Linked DNA regions of Mus musculus: all the other regions are linked to region 1. The links are chromatin contacts, called in public Hi-C and capture Hi-C maps. All regions are on one chromosome and are shown on one strand. The core of a region is the stretch at or near the end of the contact, and the rest is flanking DNA. Distances in the headings are between cores, read along the strand shown. Region 1 has its middle 6.3 kb from the start of Gm39164. Region 2 overlaps Mfhas1 (malignant fibrous histiocytoma amplified sequence 1). Region 3 has its middle 20 kb from the start of Gm39162.

Region 1 (4,624 bases), core at 238-2,737:
CTGCTCGATTCTTGGACTTTCCTCTGGTAGACAGCATTGTTGGGCCACAGCCTGTAAACTACTCTAATAAATTGTGTGTGTGTGTGTGTGTGTGTGTGTGTGTGTGTGTCTGTGTGTGTGTGTGTGTATACTTGATACATATATACATATATGTGTGTTCATTCCATAAGTTCTGTTCCTTTAGATAACTCTGACTGATACAGTATGCAAATATTCCTAAATTTAAAAAGATTCCCCATCTGAAACAGTTCTGTTACCATCTAGAGGTCTTGGCTTGGTTTTGTTTTCTCTGACGGTTAAAGAATTAAAAGGCAGGGGAAATATTAAGCATGACATTGGCAGGGAAAATCTCAAACCCAGAGACCAGAATCAGCTGATGAAGAAAAGCTTTCATTAGTTGTAAAGAAGCACAGACACACACACACACACACACACACAGAGAGAGAGAGAGAGAGAGAGAGAGAGAGAGAGAGAGAGAGAGAGAGAGAGAGAGACTCCACACCCATAAAACCAAAAGGATGTTCTACAAAGCTGACTGGGGACTCAGGAATCTGAAAATCCACCTTCATGAAAGATTGAAGGTTTAAGGGAACTGAGGGGCCTTCCTCCCTAATTTAGGGTTGATCAGTTTCAACAAGGACAGGGTGGCTGATAGACCCACAGCTTTAGTGTTAACAGCTTCTGATCTGATCTTGAACTAGTCAGAGCATGTCCATCATCTGGGGGCCCTACTGGGAAGGGAGGTGGGGGACACAGACAGGCCAGGCCTTTGTTTTTGGCCACCGAGTGTTTGCTTAAGTTGGGAGGAAAAAGCCAGTCATCATGGAAGTTTGCCATCTTTCTTCCCTAGTCAAGGCCCTTGTACTTACTGTCTGCCTATTTACTGTCTAACTCCCAGTCCCTCATGTCTCAGGCATTTTGGACAAACAATAATAACCATGCATGTGCAGGACAAAGGAGGCAGATGCATGACTGGACTTCTGATCCCCAATTGTCATCATGAAAAACTCCTGCAGTCTCTGAATTAGGCGGCTGAGGGGAGAGCAGAAAACGTCCCTCCTTCTGGAACATTCACTGCTGCATGCCTGCCACCAGGATCTGAGACCCTCCCCATCAACACTGTATTCATCTTATGTTTTGGCCTGGTGCAGAAAAGAAAAAAAAAACTGCATACATCTAACAAGGAACAGAGAATTCAACCGTGACAGGAGTCCTACCAAGGGTAACATACAAGCCCCGTGTAACTAACAATGTCTAATTCCGTCGCTGAGGAGGCAGAGGAAGGGGGTTTGAGAGTTTGAGGCCAGCCTGTGGTAACAGAGTGGTAACGTGCTACACAAAGGCAGGAAGGATGTTTCAAAGGGAAATCTTCATGCAGGAAGTAAGAAGGCAAAAATAAAAATGAGAAAGAAAAAAAAACAACTTAGGTCACCCGTGGAAACCACTGAGTGAGCTCATGAGACACAGGAGATGACAAAAGCCATAGAAGAGGCTGGGAAAACTACTATAATAATAGCTGCAGGCAAATAGCAGTGCCTGCATGAGCCCTTTTAAAAGCCCAAGACATTGATTAATTTATTTAACTCTCTGGCTGAGAGCTGTGAGGCAGAGGAGGAGAAATAATCAGTGGGCAGGAATGAATGTTCTGAGGGACTTGGGGAGGGAACTCAAGCCCAGTACTTGCTCAGCATCTGTGAGACCCCAGGTTCAATCCCCAGGCCAGAGAGAGAGAGAGAGAGAGAGAGAGAGAGAGAGAGAGAGAGAGAGAGAGAGAGAGAGAGAAGTATCAAGTATCGTATTATGTAAATGTACAAGGGATAGATTCAGTGTGAAGTTTGGGGTCAGTCCCCTTCCTCTCTTCTCAGGCAACCTGTTTCTTGTCCCTCACCAAGCACGAGTACATGTGTGTTATCCCATGCCATGCCAGCTCAGACCTCAACTATATCTTTGGCACGGACACATAGCTTAGAAGTCAGTCTCCATGAAGACTCAAGGGCCTCTAAGAAAGGAGGGCACACAACATAGACCAAAGTGGTTCTAATAATAGGAAGGGCCAGACTGCAGTCTTACAAGCCTAAAGATTCCGGGAGCTGAGAAAAGGGTGGGTATGTCTGCTCCTCTCAGATATATCCCATGGTCCAGACCATGGACTAGAGCCTCAGTCTTACTGGAATGTTGTCCAAGTAGAGCAAACAAAGACAAAAATGGTGGTTTCTCAAAACATTTGCATACGTGCTCTAAAGAAGTTAGCGGAACCTACTCAAAGAAAGGCTGCCGTCTAGGTCAGGAACCCTTCACCAACCTACAAAGTTCAGTGTCTCAGCATTTGCTGCCAGGCTATAGGAGACAGTGTTAACCCACAGGGTGGCAGAGGCATGGGGCAGATGCCCAGCAACCTCACACTGCCCAGCCCCATACCTGGCATCCGGGAAAGGCAGGGTGCCCTACAAGAGCCACGGGATCTATGGATCCGTACAGAAGCTGCCACGGTGTTGCGGAGCAATGGTGAGACCTGGGACTCAGGAATATTTAGCAGAGTGATATTTGAGCAGGAGGGCAGGGAGAAAGAGAAAAACATCATAGTCACAAACAGATATAAGGACAAACTCCAAAGAATCTATGGAAACAAAGGACAAAACCCAAGTGATTACATCCAAAGAGAAGGACGAGCCAGTGGCCAGGTGGAAGGATTGGAGGGACTTTCACTTTGACTGGGTCTTTAGGAAAGGTCTGTGACTCAGCAGAAAGATGTGCTCATGTGCATTTATTCTCCTTGGAAGAAAGAGCTATCAGCCTGGAAGGAGAATTGGTTATTACAGACCCAAGTGTCCCATGGAGGTCATGATCATTTTCATTTTCCCTGTTTTTTTCTTTTTGCTAATTGCCCGTGAATCTTTCTATATTGTTCGCATACTCCCAGAGTGTTTCTGTGGATAGAATTTAAGGCTGAACAATATGGAGGACGCTCCGTGGCATTTAGGTCTAGATTTTCAATACTAAGCTTGGTGTTTGTTTGATTGATTTGGTTTGTTTTTGGCATGACCTTAATCTATTATTGGAGTGACATTTGAGTCACCTTAAAGAGTGAGACTCTGAATAGCAGATGAAATGATAAAAGTGTTCATCTCTTTAGTCGATGTGTACCCCACATCAGCTTCCTTTGGGGGTTGTGCATAGACAGTGTTCTTAACTGTCCCCCACAGTGACTGTTCTCCTCACACACAATACAATAACAGACACTATCCAACTTGCACAAAACAAAAATCTTATACTGTCTGGCTTGTTCTTAATTCTTCCCTAAGGGCCTATTTGGTTTAGCATCAAATACTAGATTAAGAGACTCTAAACTTTAGCTGAACAGCCACTCAAGGGATTTAAACATGATCTCTTTACACAAAGGGGAGCTAGAGTACATCTGACATCCCGGGCACAGGGGATACATGTTTATACATAGAAATAATCTGTTTCCTAATGTTGATTGTTTATCAAAAGCAAACTGGAAAAAAAATCACCATGCCATCCATCGGATCTATGTCAGTTGTGGAAACTGTTGCCTCAGAATCACCACTATTCGTTGAATAAAATCAAAGCAAAAGAAACTCATAGCGACTTCTCATTAAATGCATGTAGCTGTCTGCACAGATGTGTTCCTGTGTGTTTGTGCTCCTGTGTGTTTGTGCTCCTGTGTGTTTGTGCTCCTGTGTGTTTGTCTCTCTCTTAAATTCAAATAGCATGATGGAATGGGTGAGCACGAGAAGACTTCTTGGCAGGTGAAATGAGTCGTCAAACTTAGTCACAGGCTTTATTTTAAGCCTTGAAAAGCACTCAGACTTTGATCTTCCAACACCCACCTTAACGCATCCAGCAGAAGCTACGGTGTGTTGCTCCATTCTGTAATCAAATTATAATAGAGACATGCATGGACGAGAAGAGGAAAATGAAAGGTAAAATTCCCAGTCCTGCAGATATTTTTGCATAGTGTGCCCCTAGCCGCCATATTTTTTTTTCATGCATTAAATAGAGTAGGAAGTCTGGAACGTGAAAAGACGTAAGAGACATTTCACATCACTGATCACTGACAGGAGTTCTTCCTCTCCCCTCCAAAGGGCTCCAAAATTCCAAAATGTAACAAGAAGATTAAAACCTGGAGAAGCAAGCTTAGATCTAGGGCATGGAATTGAAAACTGTGCTAGAAAGCCTAGTGGAGGCAGAGGGGAGGCGAGAAACAGTGTGCAGCTAGGCCTGAGCTGCCTCTGGATGTGTGATGTCACTGCATCAGTAGAGCAGACACTCTCCAAAGCTTTTTCTTATCTTCCTTCCCTCCCTCATCCCCTCCCTTCCTCCCTTTTTTCCTTTCTTCTCTCTTTCCTTTTGAAAGTCTCCTGTATTGAAGGCTGACCTACGTAGCCAAGCCTAGCCTTGAACTTCTGATCCTCCAGCCTCTACCTCCTTATTGCTGTGATTACAGGCATGGGACACTTCCAAGTTTATTATATGTGAGAATAAATGTGCCCTTTATATATACTTTAAGGGTGCATATGTGCAAATGTTTGTATAGTTAAAGACATTTAAGTCTTTATCAAGTGATGCGGTAATTACATTTTTATAAGTAATTATTTCCCAT
Region 2 (4,721 bases), core at 1,680-4,179, 530 kb before region 1:
CACACACCTTTAAACTCAGCACTCAGGAGGCAGAGGCAGGTGGATCTCTCTGAGTTAGGGACCAGCCTGGTCTACAGAGTGAGTTCAGGATAGCCAGGGCTTTGTTATACATAAAAACTGTGTCTCAAAAACACCAGCCAACATTGGATTTAGCGCCAGGTCCCCAATGGAGGACTTAGAGAAAGGACTGAAGGAACTAAAGGGGTTTGCAACTCCATAGGATGAACAACAATATCAACCAAGCAGACCTCACAGACCTCCCAGGGACTAAACCACCAACCAAGGAGTACACATGGAGGGACTCATGGCTCCGGCTGCATATGTAGCAGAGGACGGCCTTCTCAGGCATCAATGGGAGGAGAGGCCCTTGGTCCTGTGAAAGCTTGATAGATTCCCCCAGTGTAGGGGAATTGAGAGTGGGGAGGCAGGAGCGGGTGGGTGGGTGGAGAAACACCCTCATAGAAGCAGGGGGAGTGGGGATGGGATGGGGGGGGGTTCTGGGAGCAGGGACAGGGGGGAAATTGGGAAAGGGGATAACATTTGAAATGTAAATAAAGAAAATATCCATTTAAAAACAAAACAGAAAACAGCCAACAAACCAAACCAACAACAACAATCAATAACCTAAATACCTAGCATTTAGCCCTTAAACTTGCTTCCCAGTCAAGAGCGAGCAGCCTTAGCGCCTGGAAGGAGTTGAGGCTGACTCAGCGACAAATACAGAGGGATGGTTCTATGCTTTAGGAGTGGAGAATCCAGGGTTTCTTGGAGGAAAGGCTGGTGATCCAGTATCAGACATAGAGTACGGCATCAACTTGAGGATATGCAAGGGAGAGTCAAAGCATAGGGAGGGTGGGCCGTGTGGGAAAAGACCAGGGAAGGAGGCACCCAAAGCACACGGCTGTGTTTGAACACACACCCCAGGTTGCGATGTAAAGGGTGGCCCGAAGCCAGCCCTGCCTCCTCAGAGGTACACATACGAATGCTGACTAGTTCCAGATCTCAGATAAGATGTGAATACAAAGCTAATTCTAAACAACGGTAGGCGCTGTGCCCAGGCATATTTTCTTTGTGTGTTTGTAAGGAAACCTGCTTAAGTGTGAAGAGAATCACATTTTAAGGGAGGCTGTGCTATACTGAACACATGACATGCTCAAAGCTGTGTGCTATCATCAACTATGAGCTTTCAGCTTTTGGTTTCTTTAATTTCAAACTTGCAGTCCTCTTGCCTCAGCTGGATAACTGGAACTTTCCCTCTGGTTTTAAGAGAAATAGTAATAATGAAAGAGTGACTATTTATTTGACTTAGAGTTGGACAGATTTTAGGGCTGGTAGGGAAAATTCTGGGGGTTCCCCTGGCTGATCTCTCCCACCTCTTTGGATGCCAAGGTTGAGACTGAGAGTCCCTGTCAATGTCCCAGGAAAGGTTGTGAAAGGACAGCTGTGGTGGTGGAGGCTCCGTGTCCCTGTCGTTCAGCACGAGTGTCACCCATGCTGTTAGAGCCCCAGAGAGAGCAGAGGTTTACTTCTATGAAAAAGACTCTCCCATTGCTTAGGAAATAGCTTTCTACTCTTTGGCTTTTGTCTCCTCGGATCTGCAGTTCCGCTTTGGAGATTGTGGAAACGGATAGTTCTTGAGTTCTGCCCTTCCATTCTGATTTATCCTCACTGATCTTAGTGTGACCGTTAAATTTAGTAGATATTCCTGTATCTCATTTAAGATGGGGAACGTAGGCATGATAGAGCTGATGTTGTGGGGGGGGGGGGCAGCACAAAGGAGAGGTGGGTGAGTGAGCCTTGGCCTTGCCCCTCCCCTGCCTCTGTCTTGTTCTCACTTTCCACCCTTGGGGCACCCACACTGTGTGTAGTTCTCTCTTTGGAACAGAGCCTCTCTCTCTCTTGCTTTCTTCTCTTATTCTTTGGTGCACATCAGACACCTGCTTTCTGGGGTTGGTTGGTTGTTGTTCCCCCCCCCCCCCCCCGCCGTTAGTCAAACCTGGTAATTTTTCAGTAAGAAGTACAAGGGAAGAAATGGAGAGATGATGCGCAAGGCATCTTCATGCCCCGGAGCACTGGGTGGGAAAGGCTGTCAGCCACTGTCCTGGGATTGTTTAGGGATGGGTTAAGGGGTTACCAAGCGTGGTGAGTGCCTCTCAAGCTTCACTGTGCCAGGAGGAAGAGGAGCTAAGGAGATAATTCAGTGCATAAGAGCGCTTGCTGCACACACGGGAGGACCTGAGTTCATGTCGTGTCAAAGACAATAATTAAAACCAGCCGGGTGTAGTTGCACAGGGTGTACCTGTGACCTCCAGCTTGTGGAGGGTGGAGCTTGATAGCTGCTAGCCTGGCTTCACAGTCCGTGAGAGACCTCATCACAGAGGAATGAGTCATGGAGAGATAGAGCAGGACACTAGGCATCCTCCTCTGACCTCTCCATGTACACACAGATGTCATGCATGCCTGTACCCTACTGTGTGTGTGTGTACTACCCATATATGCTACAAACACACACACACACACACATATACACATATATGCACAGACACACACAAGCACACATGCACACACACACACCCTGCATAAAATAACCCTCAAACTTTTACTGTGTTCACCTAGCTCCTTCAGATGGAGGTTCTGAAGGGTGTGTGTTGGTGTGTGTCAGTGTGTGTCGGTGTGTGTCGGTGTGTGCGTGCATGAGCGCACAGGGGTGGGATTCGGGGGAGGGGAAGCTCGGGACCACGGCTGCAGTTCCAGGACTGAGTTTCTGAGCAGCTTCAGGTGAAAGTATCTCAGCCTGCCATGCGAACATTTAGTAAGACTTACGTCTGCCTCCCAGTCACTTTGAAGCTATGATTCACTGCTCGCAGAGGAAGCGATAGCATCTAAAATTAGATTCTTCGATTGTAGCCACTCCAGAAGCAAGGGTGGGGTGCACTTCCCCTTTTGGGGCTCCCCTTGAAGACTGACACTGGGCAGTCCTGTAGCTCACGTCAGGTCACTGCAGGGGCAGAGCATCTTTGCACTCTGCCACACATTTTTTTGCTCTAGAGGCAAACCCTAGTTATTTTTAACCTCACATCTTGATGAGGCTGGGATGAGGTTAATTTTTAGTAGTGGTGCAGAACACACATCCGTCTTTTTTTTTTTAAAGAAATGCATAAAACCTCATATGGAGTTGTCAAAATAGGATGGCATATTTCATAAAAATATGAAGCAGGATAAGGAGTGGTTTATACCGGGTAAGTGTGGTGAGATTGTCTTTTGTTTTGTTCAGCACATAGGCAGTCCCGGGTGCAGTGGAATAAGTGAGGTTTCATTAGGGGCTGCGAAGTGAGACCTGCTTTCTCTGAGGTTTCTGCAACCCAGAGGAGTTCTCTAAGGCATTTAGGGTCTTGGCATTAGCATTTCTGAACAAACGTCTTCTGATCTATCTGAAAAGGTGCTGCCAGTTCACACGGGCTCCTAAAGTTCAGTGTGCTTGCTTCAGGGTTGTTTTGACCACAGAAGAAATATGATCACAGTTCATATTAAAGAAAGGTTACAAAAACAAACCCAACAACAACAACAACAACAACAACAACAAGCAAAGCCAACGAAACTGACACATGTGGTTTGGGCTGAGTTCTTTACTACATAAGAGAAAAAGCATCATTGTTCAGCGCCCACCCCTGAGCTGTTTTTCCCTCTTGTCTGTGTGGTGTGGGCTGGGGCTGGAGCCCAGATACACATGTTAAGCTTGCACTGTGTATCTGAGCTGCATTGCTAGCCTACTTCGGTGTTTCTAACGCATACACGTGAGGAGATGTTGCATATTTAGCTTGCTGGTCCTTATTAGGGAGGTTTGCTTTGTAATTGCCCAACATCCAATTGCTATCTAGTTATCCAGGGTTAAAGAAGACATTTAAAATGGCATGTACAACAGAGCTTCTTAATATCTGAGTTTGCATGTAAAATCACAGGTTCAGCTGTTTGTTTTTCAAATGAAGATGTGTATATCTATCTTGCCAGCCCAAGGTATCATAAATCTTAGTGTTGTAGTTTGTCAATATTATTCTCATTTCTTAATAGCATTTTCTCCGCAAGGGCTGGAGACATGATTCAGTGGTAGGCTGATGGTCTGGTGTGCTCAAGGCTCTAGGTTTGATTGCCAGGACTGAGAAGGCCAGCAACAAAACAGCTGCATTTGCCTGGATTTTAATGAATTAGTTAATGAATTAATGGGCAGGGCCTCATTCTGTAGCTTAGGCTTATCTAGAACATACTATGTAGCTCAGGCTGACTTCTTAGCTTACAGCCATCCTCCTGCATCAGCTTACCCAGGGTTGGGATTACAGGCATGAGCTACCCACTACACTATGCTGGCACTTGTCTTTATAAATAGCAACTTGTTTGTTTGCCTGTTTATTTGTTTGAGACAAGCTCTCACTGTGTCTTAAGTAGCAATGTTTAATTGGCTTAAAGTCTGCCCTAAGCTTCAAACATGCCCTGTATGTATCTTAAAACGCCCCATTCTTTAGCTCAGTTTGCATTTTTATTACACCAGGGAACAAGGAAGGCTTCTAACCTGTGGAAATGACTGGTAGTCAGGAAGGAAAGAGAGAAAATGGATAATGTATGGAATTTTGTGTTAGTTTTTGTTACAAGATGATTTTTACTTTTGATTTCAAAGCCAAGAAGAATAACTGAAATTGTCATTGATATATAATTGATACTATATGATA
Region 3 (4,441 bases), core at 1,450-3,949, 610 kb before region 1:
AAGTGATGCTAATACTATCATCCAGAGACTACATTGGAAACCAGGATGTCCTAGAAGCTTGCTTTAAGATCATTCTACTGCACCATTTACAGAATCCTAATCTAACATGGTGAGGCTTGGCACAGGTAGGGTTGGTACCCTAAATTCTCCCAGAGTAAAGTTTTCTATGAGCTTCAATTCCAAAGGTGAGATGGGTAGATTGATCATTTACAGAGGTGTACTACTGCTTCTGACATTTCACTTCTTGCCCAGAGTTCAAAGTTTTTGTATGCTTTGTGGCTCTGTAGAGCACGCCAGTGCTTCCCAGCTCAGCTCACTGGGAATAGGAAAGATCCTCTACTGTAAGAGGGAGTAGACTCAAGAATCCAATGAGGCAGGGTTCATATTGGCAGGCTGTGGGTTCATGCTTATCTTGGAGCAGCTGTGGTACTATATGCCTCGGTAGCTCGGGATTCTGCAGCTGACACATCTGGACTTATATTTCCCAAGCACCCTGTGTTTGACCAAACCATCCCTCACCACACTCAGGTCAAAACAGTAATCCACAGCAAATCTACACTTATGTATGCCAAGTCTCTGAGTTCAGAGTAGCCCAATGGCATATTAGACTTTAGCTCTCACATCTTGAATATTACTATTATTCTTGCTCTTTTATGGGTGAAAAACAAAACAAAACAAAACAAAACAAAACAAAACAAAACAAAACAGAAACTTAGCTGAATTGGGCAACAACCTGAAAGACATAGAACAGAGCCAGCATTTGAAACTTGCTTTGTCTCACAAAGCTGTCCAGGATCTCCTCACCATGGAGACGATGTTCCCATGGGCTAGGAACCAGGGCCAACAGTGGACTGATGTCCAAGAGCCCAGATTAGCATTTCAACTGTGTCAGTGATTCCTGGAAGGACTCCTTCATTCAAAGCACGATTCTTCAGTGCCCACTGTTCCAGGCAAGTCATTCTGCAGAGGGATTCACACTTAGAATAACGTGTGCTAAGGAGTAAATCAGTCCTAGACTTTCTAAGAAGGAATAAAATACATTTAAGAACAATTTGTTCATTTAAATGAGTTCATGGTTGCTAGAAGTATAGGAGATGACCAGGGAGATGGCTTGATAATTAAGGGCTCTTCTCTCCAAGCCTGAACATCTGAGTTCAGTTTCCAGGTCTCATACAGTGGAAGGAGAGAAATGAGTCTCACAAGCTGTCCTCTGTATTCTATACTTGTAAGCACCCGGTCCCTCATATAAAACAAATCAATGAAATTAAAAAAAAAACATCTTGAGAAGAAAGCATAAGAAAAATTCATGGGTTGTGTCAGGAGTGGGATTATTGATGGGCTTTTCTTTAGAATCTTTTAGATCCTTGGAAAGGAAAGGGGTCTGAAACCATCTGGTCTCTTTTTGATTTGTTTCTAGACTTCATCCTTGGGTCCTAACCTCCAAAAGACCTTCAGAAAACAGGTATTTGTATTGTGATTCATAAAAACAACAGTTACGAAGTAGCAACAAAATAATTTTATGGTGGGTGGTCATCACAAAATGAGGAAGTGTATTAAAGGGTTGCAGCGTTACATAGCTTGGGAACTATTGCACTATATGCACTTCTATCAAGCAAATATAAGTACAAACATGGTTGAATATAACCCTACAACTGTTTTGTATATTCTTTTATTATTTGTCTTCCTCACATACTTGTATTAGAGAGTAGTTGGTGATATGATTATTAGCACACACACACATATTCAATGTGTGTTAAAACACTTATTTACTAAATTCTGGCTGGATGCTTAAAGTATAAAAATCAATATAAAATGTTGGGCTTCAAAGCACACAGCTCTTATGGGTTTATAACGGTCTGGTGCTAAAATGGCCCAGAGAAGATGTTTTAGCTAAAACTTCAAAGGTGACATTTGTAAGTATTTACTAGACTAAGTTCTGAGTACAGGCCAAAAGCTCAGTGGTTTTCCATGGAGCAAAGTGCTAGGAAGAGAGACAGAGGTAAAGAGAGGAAGGCATTAGGTTTCAGAGATGGGGTGATCAGAGGCCACATAGCCAGCCAGGCATCATCAGTTCAGAACTGGAGCTCTGAGGGCTGGAGGAAGAGGAGGCAGTGGATGGTCAGGATAATCCAGGGACTCTGGGTTTGATGACAGTTCATCATTCACTGTCTTTGTATATGACCTCTAGTCTGGGGTCTTAGATTCAGCATCCATACCAGAGCATTAGAGAAGAAATATAAAACTCCAGAATTGAATCTGAGGAATAGTAATTAAGAGGTATAAACATCATAATTGATTCATATAGTTACATTTTGCAGAGCTGGGGATGGAATACCAGGCTTTCTATTTGCTGGGCAAGACCTCTACCACTGAGTTACAACCTTGCGCTATAGTTTATTTATTTATTTTTTAAGTATTAGTGTCTCTGAAGTGAATGAAGCTTGGATACAATGTTAGTGTGTGTATGGGCGTGGATGGGGTGGGGGATCATTGCTTATTTGTTGTTCGGTTTGTTTGCTCCAACTGAAATAATTATATGGCCATTTCTGAAAGTGCTTGATAATGACAGTCAGGGGTTAATTCAACAGTTCCTGCCGTAGTATCCTCATCTCTTTCTGAGCACTAACTCATTATACTGCCCTCTCTGCTTCCTCTCAGAGCTGCCAAGAGTGCTGTCTCAGCATTCAGAGGCTCCTCCGGCTTCCTGGCAGTCTCCCTGGACCACGAGGTCAGGGTGGCCTGGTTCCTGTTCGCCCACACTAAAGGAACACTGTGGGATTACCAACCTTTTTTTTTTAAACTGTTGATGTGTAAAGAGTGGAGCCCTCTCTTCTTCCACCCAAAGGTCACCAACTCCTTGCCTGCATCATACACAGCTGTGTTATGATAGCACAACATAATGACAGGACTTGGACACTCTTTGCCCTGAGATGCTCTTTGCTCTAAGAAGGTTACTCATCATATGTAAGTGTTATCAGTCATTTACCCTCCGATGATTTACCTGGAAGAGACGAGCCTTTGTTCCCCATGGAGTCAGAATTTGATTTAGAAAAGACTGTGGACTCCACTTTTGTAGGAGATGAAACTAAGGCAAGAGTGAGTTAAGTAAATTGGATTTGGTCTAGTCATGCACTTGGTCAGTAGCAATGTTGAACTGGTAAATCCAATCTTAATCTGTGGCCAGGGTTCTTCTATTGTATATGCTTCCTGTCGTTGAAAATTATCTTAATTTGGTTTTATATATGCTGACTGGCTAACACTACTATGATTAAAATTAGTTTCTTAATTAGTCCGAATTGTGGTATATCATAATTAACTGGTTGTTTGGATATGTTAAGAAGGCATTCATCATTTAAACAAGAATGTCACAACTCTAGTTAGACCCATTTATTTGTACATCCAGGAATTCATCCAGAGGAAGCATTTCAAAAGGAAAAAAAATGCTAGTCATGCAGAGATGTTTATAAATAGCTATATTGAGATAGCAGAAAACAAGAATGAGGAACAATTTGGCAATGATTAAGCTGGTCTCAATTCCATTAGAGTAATACATGGTCACTACAAAAGATACATAAGGAGAAATTCAAGAAGCAAGCAAGTAAATGGTATGCTTCATAATTACATACTATAGAGCCTGGAGATTGTTTTTATATTACATTATCTAACTTGTTTTCACAATAGCTCTGTGCAATTAAAGCACCTATCTCCATTTACTGTGTCTCATGTCACTCATGAAATATTCAGCGCATTGACCACAGTGACTTAAAACCATAGGCAAAGTAATCAAGATTAGAAATGCTGTAAGTTGCAAATAGTCGCTGCATTAAAACAAATGTCTAGCTGTATGCATACATGTACATATGCTTCTTGCAGAACTCCTGCAAACCCTGACTACTTCCAAGATTAGTTAGCTTAATCATAGCATCTATGTCCTTCAACTTCTTATTAAGTATCATAATCTTGGGTTTCTCTATGAGTTCACATTGTTTTGTGTAACTTTACAGGAGTCATATTAGGATCTACACTTCTCTGTAGAGAAGAGGATTACTAGGGATGGCCAAACAAGTGATTTTGACATCTGGTCTACCTACCATGCTAACAATTCCAATAATGTCTTCAACCCAACAGATCTCATCCTCACTCTATCTTGGGTGGCATTCATTTGTATAGCCACTAAAGAGTGATTTTTCCTCTCTGAAAAATCAAGGATATGAGTCTCTGGTGGGACATTTGAGGAAGATTTCAGGATGGTTCCCTGTATTAGTCTGAGTGACCTGATAGGCAAGTAGATGTAATAAGACTTTGAACTTGTAATAATTATAATGTAACAAATCAGTTATCCTCACTATTTTGCTGTTTCCTTTTGTTCTATTTGAATCGCAATGTCTTTTCTAGGACAAAAGCTTTCTGCTGTAGGAATGCTGATTCTAATTTGAATAAC

The links. Hi-C and Micro-C count contacts between places; a contact is called where the count stands out from the background. Capture Hi-C pulls out chosen DNA fragments and counts their contacts.
Region 2: a Hi-C map of CD8 T cells shows a contact between it and region 1, with 3 times the contacts expected there. The contact joins two enhancer-like sites. A contact is called at or near these places in 3 of 484 Hi-C or Micro-C datasets (CD4 T cells and CD8 T cells) and 1 of 115 datasets of contacts at active chromatin or transcription factors (memory CD8 T cells).
Region 3: a contact with region 1 is called in a capture Hi-C map of bone marrow-derived macrophages, with 4 times the contacts expected there. The contact joins two enhancer-like sites. A contact is called at or near these places in 1 of 115 datasets of contacts at active chromatin or transcription factors (pancreatic cancer cells) and 1 of 9 other capture datasets (bone marrow-derived macrophages).

The regions. Positions count from the first base shown.
Region 1 is chr8:36,167,439-36,172,062 of GRCm38.p6, forward strand. No RefSeq gene overlaps it. Among named protein-coding and RNA genes, the nearest start is that of Gm39164, 6.3 kb to the right of the region's middle. Within about 2 kb of position 1,488, at least 80 of the 459 cell types and tissues checked have an H3K27ac peak or open chromatin away from gene starts, as enhancers often do. A contact at or near this core is called in CD8 T cells and bone marrow-derived macrophages, where this site is marked.
Region 2 is chr8:35,631,197-35,635,917 of GRCm38.p6, forward strand. The region is part of intron 1 of Mfhas1 (malignant fibrous histiocytoma amplified sequence 1); the gene reads left to right. Among named protein-coding and RNA genes, the nearest start is that of Gm16793, 45 kb to the left of the region's middle. Within about 2 kb of position 2,930, at least 129 of the 459 cell types and tissues checked have an H3K27ac peak or open chromatin away from gene starts, as enhancers often do. A contact at or near this core is called in CD8 T cells, where this site is marked.
Region 3 is chr8:35,553,567-35,558,007 of GRCm38.p6, forward strand. No RefSeq gene overlaps it. Among named protein-coding and RNA genes, the nearest start is that of Gm39162, 20 kb to the left of the region's middle. Within about 2 kb of position 2,700, at least 22 of the 459 cell types and tissues checked have an H3K27ac peak or open chromatin away from gene starts, as enhancers often do. A contact at or near this core is called in bone marrow-derived macrophages, where this site is marked.